2 separate regions of the Mus musculus genome follow, and region 1 is linked to region 2. A link is a contact called in public HiChIP or PLAC-seq data. All regions are on one chromosome and are shown on one strand. Each heading gives the region's core, a stretch centred on a gene start, on an enhancer-like site or on the middle of the called end of the contact. The rest is flanking DNA. Distances are from core to core; before and after follow the strand shown.

Evidence for each region. HiChIP or PLAC-seq counts read pairs in DNA pulled down with a chosen protein or histone mark.
Region 1: an H3K27ac HiChIP or PLAC-seq map of embryonic stem cells shows a contact between it and region 2, with 5 read pairs. The contact joins the enhancer-like site here to the promoter of Mms22l in region 2. A contact is called at or near these places in 1 of 39 promoter capture datasets (second pharyngeal arch cranial neural crest), 9 of 484 Hi-C or Micro-C datasets (the CH12 cell line, the G1E-ER4 cell line, LSK cells and 3 more), 6 of 115 datasets of contacts at active chromatin or transcription factors (the SCID.adh cell line, bone marrow-derived macrophages, embryonic stem cells and 1 more) and 3 of 9 other capture datasets (adipose tissue, liver and pancreatic islet).

Annotation. Positions count from the first base shown.
Region 1 is chr4:24,594,540-24,598,051 of GRCm38.p6, reverse strand. Mms22l (MMS22-like, DNA repair protein) reads right to left here. Exons shown (of 24, transcript NM_199467.3): 21 at 1,751-1,914. Among named protein-coding and RNA genes, the nearest start is that of Gm31436, 72 kb to the left of the region's middle. Within about 2 kb of position 1,836, at least 4 of the 459 cell types and tissues checked have an H3K27ac peak or open chromatin away from gene starts, as enhancers often do. A contact at or near this core is called in the G1E-ER4 cell line and embryonic stem cells, where this site is marked.
Region 2 is chr4:24,494,220-24,497,729 of GRCm38.p6, reverse strand. Mms22l (MMS22-like, DNA repair protein) reads right to left here and starts at 1,279. Exons shown (of 24, transcript NM_199467.3): 1 at 665-1,279. The coding sequence starts at 822.

The sequences.
Region 1 (3,512 bases), core at 587-3,086, 100 kb before region 2:
CCTTTTCTTCACTGTTTCCACTGTGGCAGGTGAGCATTGTGCCTCCATGTGTGTACCCCATGATCACTGTCTCACCTTAAATCAGGCCAACCAATTACGGACTGAAGCTTACAAAAGAGAGGCAAGCAAACCTTCCTTCCCATACTTTATTATTCGGTAAGCTAATGTGAAGCTGACTAATAGAAGCTGTGTTAATAGAAGACCTGAACAGAGTACGTAGAAAACTTAGCATGCTTTTTTTTTCCTTCTGAGACAAGGTTTCTCTGTGCAGACCTTGCTGTCCTGGAACTCATTTTGTAGATTAAGCTGTCCTTGAACTCACAGAGATCTACCTGCCTCTGCCTCTTGAGTGCTGGGACTAAAGGTGTGCACTACCACATGCAGCAGAAGATTGGAAACTCTTGTTTTGGCCCCATCAAATGTGTCTCCAAACTGGTGCAGTTTACATGATTCAGTGTGTGGAAATAGACGTCTCACATACAGTGAAGCAATTCTTAGTATTGTCAGAGCTGTGCAAGGATTGCCAGAGTCATGTTTGTACCACGTTTGTTATCTCAGCAAGAAAGCCTACACTCTAGTTATCATCTGCTTCCCCTAGGTAAGGGAGCTTATCTACTTCTGTCTCAGAGACATGTTTTCTGAGAGCTGGTGGAATCCAATATAGATAATGCTATTCAAATGGCATATAATTTAAAACTTATGAATCATTCCTTCCAGAATTTTCCAGTTAGTATTAACAGTTGACCTATGGTGGATAACATGTAGTAGGTGAAACCACAGGAAATCAAACCATAACTGTACGACTGCAGTGCTGTTTGCTCTGAGGAAGCAAACCTTGAATGAAGAAGTGCAAGGCTTTCGATGCACTTCAACATGTTGAAGTTTAACAAGGACAGTGTTTCTAAGAGCCACCAGAGGGCACGTCCTCCTACCAAGTGATAGCACCATACGGAAGTGTAATAGACACTCTTTTCCTGAATCAGACTAAGAACAGACAGGAATACTACAAACACTGAAATGAATATATATTTAAAAAAATGTTAACCTTTTTGAGAAAAGACTTTCCACCACCACTTTGGGGATTGCTCTCAGATCCCCAGCCTACCTTGTAAACTCATCTTAGCGAGTTACAACACACACACACACACACACACACACACACACACACACCCTCTTCACAAACACAATGGCCTAACTGCTTATCAGGACAGAGCTAGGATTCCTGTTCTGCATTCTCAGCGAGCTTATTAAAAGCATGTGGGGGGGGGGGGGGGCGGCAGGATTCACAGTTTAGAGTGATCATGCAAATTAAGGCTGATGACACCAAGAGGACATGGACTGGAATCAAGGGTACTTGCCAGGTTTGTCCCAAACAGCTAGCAGACAACTAAAGAGAAGAGACAGACCTCTCGCCACCTGATATTTGACAAGTCCCATGTGGCATCACAGGAAGCCTGCAGATTTTTTTTTTGAGGACATAAAAAGCCTAATCAAAGGAAATACCCCATAAAGTACTTGCCTCAAGGGGTTAAAACAAAACTCTAAATAAACTAGGCTGAATGTATCCGAATTTGATTCTTTTTCCCCACCTCAGCCCAGCCACTATCAATATTTGATTCGTTAGCCATGATTCATACTAAGAGATAGAAAATAACCCTGTACCTCTAATATCAATTTAACCCATGAGAAAATTAGCCGCTTAGCCTGGACACAGAAAAAGCTAACAAAAATCAAGACTGATGAAACCAACCTTGGGGTTCATTTACCAACACCAAACATTTCAGGATGCCAGGAAGGAGCAGCTCAAGGTCACAGGCACCCATTTCGGTGTCCTTGAAGAGCTGAAGGACGAAGGCCAATACGGATGCTAATCGAGGAGGGGGTGAGGACCCTTTGAACTCAAGGTAGGATTTCCTGAAAAGAAGCAACTTTAGTTGAGTTTTCTTCTATTTAAAGCTCTACTGAGCAGAATCAAATGCCATGTATGTTAAAGATAACTGTCAAAATGATTTCCTTAAGTAAAGTATATTTTTAAAAAACAATGTAGGTAGTCTGTCATGTTAACTTTAAAGACCATTTTGGTGTGTTGTGTGCTCTGAAAGGTAGTAGGGATATAAAGAAACTTAAAGCAACTTAGCTGTAGACTGAATTTACCTAACCTAATTGCTAACTTGTTTTCTCCTCTTCCCACGGATGTCTCATATCCCTTCTCAGTTTTGCCACGAATCAACATTTCCTCTAATGTCAAATTTGCATAAATAAATCTCCCCTCACATTTATTTATTTAGAATTTAGTAGGGGGTCTTATGTTTCTAAATAAATAAAAGGACTATACTAGGAATTAGCTTCCAGTTCTAGCTTTACCTTTCTTTCTTCCAGTAGGAATTTAGAGAACTAACTTTAGATTGAATATCATCTCTCAGGGTACAATAAATTGGAACATTAAAATTCAAGAGAGGTTGTAAGACTAACAACCTCCTTTACTCAGCTTCCCACTTAACTGCTTAGAACTAGTTCTGGTCACTGTTCAGAAAATGAGTAAGTGTGACAAGTGTTGAGTTTCTTTTGAAAAAAAATCTAGACATTATCAGAGTTGGTCAAATATTATTTAACCCTCACCCCACTATATTTTTAATTGTGCTGATGAACTTACAAAGTAGGCAAGCTTCCTAACACTGAGGTACATTCCCAAACCCAAATACTACCTGGTTCCAACTACATATATATACACACATATTTGTTTGAAAACTAACAGTACATAAGGAGACACAGTGAACACTAGAGCTTAAAATTCATTCAAGGAACTACACTTCAGAATCACTCTTGTTCCACCTACACAGTGACTCTCAATCCCAGATTGAGATTTTACAGTCCTAGATACATCAACTCTCTGAAGTAGTATTCATTTTGTTCTGTGCACTGCTGAATTACTAATGCCCCAAATAAACCTTTATTTGGCACATACTAGACACCACAAGCAAATTAAAAATAAGCATATACAATTATGTAAAAAAGAACAAACCACAGACTCATTATCTAGTGAAGAAGTTAGATATGATTACACCCCAAAAAGGGAACAATATTAATCCATGTGAGTAGTGCTTTTTGACAAACATAAGGACAGAAGCATCAGAAATTCTGAGCAAGCAGCCTAACTCAAACAGATCACACAGTAGAAAAGGGCAGACTAGAGGAGCCACAGGAACCCACCTCTATTTCTGCTGAATATTGAAACCAAACACCCACACACGTTTCTGGTCAACTAGAACCTACTATGGAAAGAAGAATAAGCCCATCCTTAGCTAAACATGAAATACAACAGAAATCTGAGAATCCCAGCTGAGATACTAAGCCAGGGTCTTAACTTGGTGATAGGGACTTGAATTCACTTACCCATTTGTCATGAAACAATATTAAAACCAAGCAATGTCTGGCACACTATAACAGATTACTATAGTCTTGCTGGAAATGAAAGATCCAACTAAGGCAAAAATTATTCAGAACCTGAAAGT
Region 2 (3,510 bases), core at 30-2,529:
GGGGAGGGGTTACTTGACACCTTATGTTGTGTCCAAAAGGAAAATCTAAATGGAGTCCAAGCAATATACAAAGTGGTCTGAGGTCACAGTAATTTATCTTTGAACAAGAAAATGGGTTTTCAGAACACCAAATATTCCGAATTAGGAAGAATGACATCATATAGATACCTAATGTGGTTTAAGGTTATTAACAAATTATTAACAAGGTATAATCATACAATCAACAAAAAATGGTTTTCTTTAATGAAGTTTCCTCAAAGGGCATTACCTAAATAATTCAAGAACAGCAATTTTATTGTAATATTCATTCGACTAATGTGTCTATGAATTCTGTATGCCGATGCTTTGGATGGAAAGAACCCGTGCAACAAAAACTATCAGGTTCTACTTATAAACTACTGAAAACTTATAGATAACTATTACCCCTTAAAAGGAAATACAAGTTCCAAGAGACTAGGCTGCTCTGAAACCAGTCTAAGTAAATTAAATATCCAGCTACCCACTCCTAAGAGATTATCAATTATCCAGAAAGTTCTTCTATATACTAAGCGTATGTAAAACGAGGCTTGCTGAGCACCTACGTTAGACATTGGTGATAATCAACATTGCTGGGGGTGGGGACCTTCAATTCGGTTTTTTGTTGTTTGTTTGTTTTTTAACCTACCGCTTAAGGGCGCCACTGGCAAGGTAGGACTCTCCAGAGAATTTTCCTTCTCTGTTGTCAAAAGCGCAAGAAAAGCAGGGGGGTTTGCACCACTCTGTCCCCAGCTCCAGCTCTAAGCTGTCAGTCAAGAAGGTCGACGCTGCTGAACAGCCATCCATTATTTACATCCTGCTCTGCAATGCCACCGCGGTTCCGGGCAGTTACGTTCGGGCTCCGAAGACAAGCTGCAAGAGGCTGAAAGTACGGTAAGGAGCTACCTCGGAGATCCAAAATGTGCCCTCAGCACCCGGGGAAACCAACGTGAAAGCAGAGAAGCTGAAGGCAACAGGTCCAGAATCCTCCGGGCGTCCCGCAGGCGCCGGAGCCGCCAAGCCTTCCAACGCCGCCCTCGCTCCCTCCGGGCTGCCGTGGGTTTTGAGGCCCTCGCGCACCTCCTCAGGCTGGTTTCCCCGCACGGCCCGGATGGAGCACGCAGCCCCGCCGCCTCCCTCCGTCTCCCTCAGTCCCAGCGCGGCGTTCGGGGCGGGCGAGCGCGCGGGAAAACCGCAGGCCCCCGCAAACCTAGAACGCGGAACGCAGCGCCGGGCAGAGGAAACCGGAAGCAGGCGAAATTCCCGCCACGGCGTGCCCCGCCTCCGGCGCCGCCCTCTCGCGAGTCCTCACTGGCGCGGACCGAGATCTCGCGAGAGCCCGTCGGCCCGGACAAGTCCAGGGATTCGCTCTTCACGGTTCTCCGTACCGTTGAGAGTTTGCGAGGTGGCCAGCTCTCCGCTGAAGCCTGGAAGTAGGGTCTGCGAACGGCGGGGATCAGCTTCAGGCCGGGCTCTGGAGAGCCCCGCGCCTGCCTCGGCCTCCCGCAGCCCGGCCACCCTCTTCCTGCCCTGGGGCCCACCCCGGCTTTCCTGTGTTGGATGCCTTCTGCTCTGCAGCAGTGACCCAGAACACAAGGGACACATTGACTAAGTTAGATGGCTTTTTTTCCTCAGACATAACAACTTTTGCTCCCTTTGCAATACATTGTAACTCTGGACAAGAGTTACAATTTTGTAAAAATATTTTCCGATCCATTTTCCTTATTAAAGTGTTCTTTAAAGTTGACTCGAATATTACTGTCTTGAGATGGGGGTGGGGGGCATGGGGATTCAAATGCCTGCTGCATTTAAATATATTGCTTTACTTGCGGGCATCCACTTCATAGGGAACCTACCCTAACTCTTAGATGTTAAAATCAACGTATTTTCAAATGACATGTGGGATGAAGCGGAAGAAAAAAAAAATTCCCACTGCAGTGTAGGGCTACTATAGTACATGTATTTGTGCAGCCCAGTTGAGGTACTCTGAGACCTGATGCTTTTTTTTGTTGACTGCTGATGATAGCTGGTGATGAGTATTGTATCATGAAGGTCTCTTCCACAGTGATGTCAAGAGTATGTTTTCTGAATATGAGAATACCTAGTGTTGGCACTGCAATTAGGACAACATACCATACGGCCATTTTTCTTCCTCCCATCAACATTCCAGTACACTCTTGTCTGTTGTGTTTGTTTAAATACCTGATGTTGATTATGTGAGCTCAACTTATGTGAATCATGGAGTGGGAAGAACTAAAGAAATGACAGAGGCCAATTAAGGTGATACTTAATGAAATGGTCACTTACAAAGGTGTGTCCATGGTTACTGGATCCCAAAATGGGATGACTAGGCACCCACAGCTAATAGAGACAATTATCATTCTTGAGCAGAAAAGTAAGGATCAACACGGATTACTAGAGAGGAGTGAGACCTGTGCCTGTAGGATGCAGTCACCTAACTTATCGTCACACAACAGTGGTTGCCTTCACAGACAAACACAACTGTCCCACCACAGACAAGTGGGGGAAACACTGAAAGGAGTAAACCACATCCCATGTTTCACTCCTGTCGGCCAAAACAAACCAAAGCGCAAAGCAAGGGTGTAGCCTATCAAGTGTATGTAGTCCAGGTTAGAAATGAAAAGAACTAAAGAGAAGTTAGAGACTCTTCTTTGAATCAGACAAAATTGTAATTATTTTTATCTTAATTTTGACAAGATATAGAAATGTTAAGAACTTAAGTATAAGCTTCCATAGATAGAAATAGCTATTATATATTTATTAATATAACATAATACTGTTACAACAGAAATATTCAAATAATATTGTTTTGTAAAGATGAAATGCTGGTATTTTGTCCAGCTGCCCCCAATTTCCTAGTCTTCTTGTCTTAACCTCTCAAGTAGCTTAGACTACAAGCATTCATCACCACATCCACCTAACAATCTTAATTAGAAAATTGAAATGTCTCTGCAATTGATAATAATTGACAATAGAAAATTAATACGGCTATAAAAGATTTGGATAGTACTAGCTCCCAGTTGAATCTAATTGATGCATATGACTACGCTAACAGTAAAATTATACAATTAAAAAGAAAACATGGAACATGAAACCAGATTATATTCAGAATCATGAAACAAATTTTATCTATTTAAAAAGGATTGAAGGCTACCAGTGAAGTATAGTGGTAGAACATTTGTATAGTGTGTATAAGTCTCTGCATTTCATTCACAAAAGCTAAAAAAAGGTTGAAAACATACGAAGTATATTGTGTAACTACAGTGAAATTAGGAGCTGCTTTCATTAGAAGGGGAAGAATTCAATGATGCAAACATCCATTTTGAAATATTGGAAGTTCAGTGAATTCAAACCAAAGATATAACAACAAAGAAAAAAAGGATAGAACCAGCAAAAAATGAAATAAATGAAACAAAAAGATTCTTCAAAAGCATCAAGATGCAGTTAACAAACCATCTAACTAGACTGACCAAG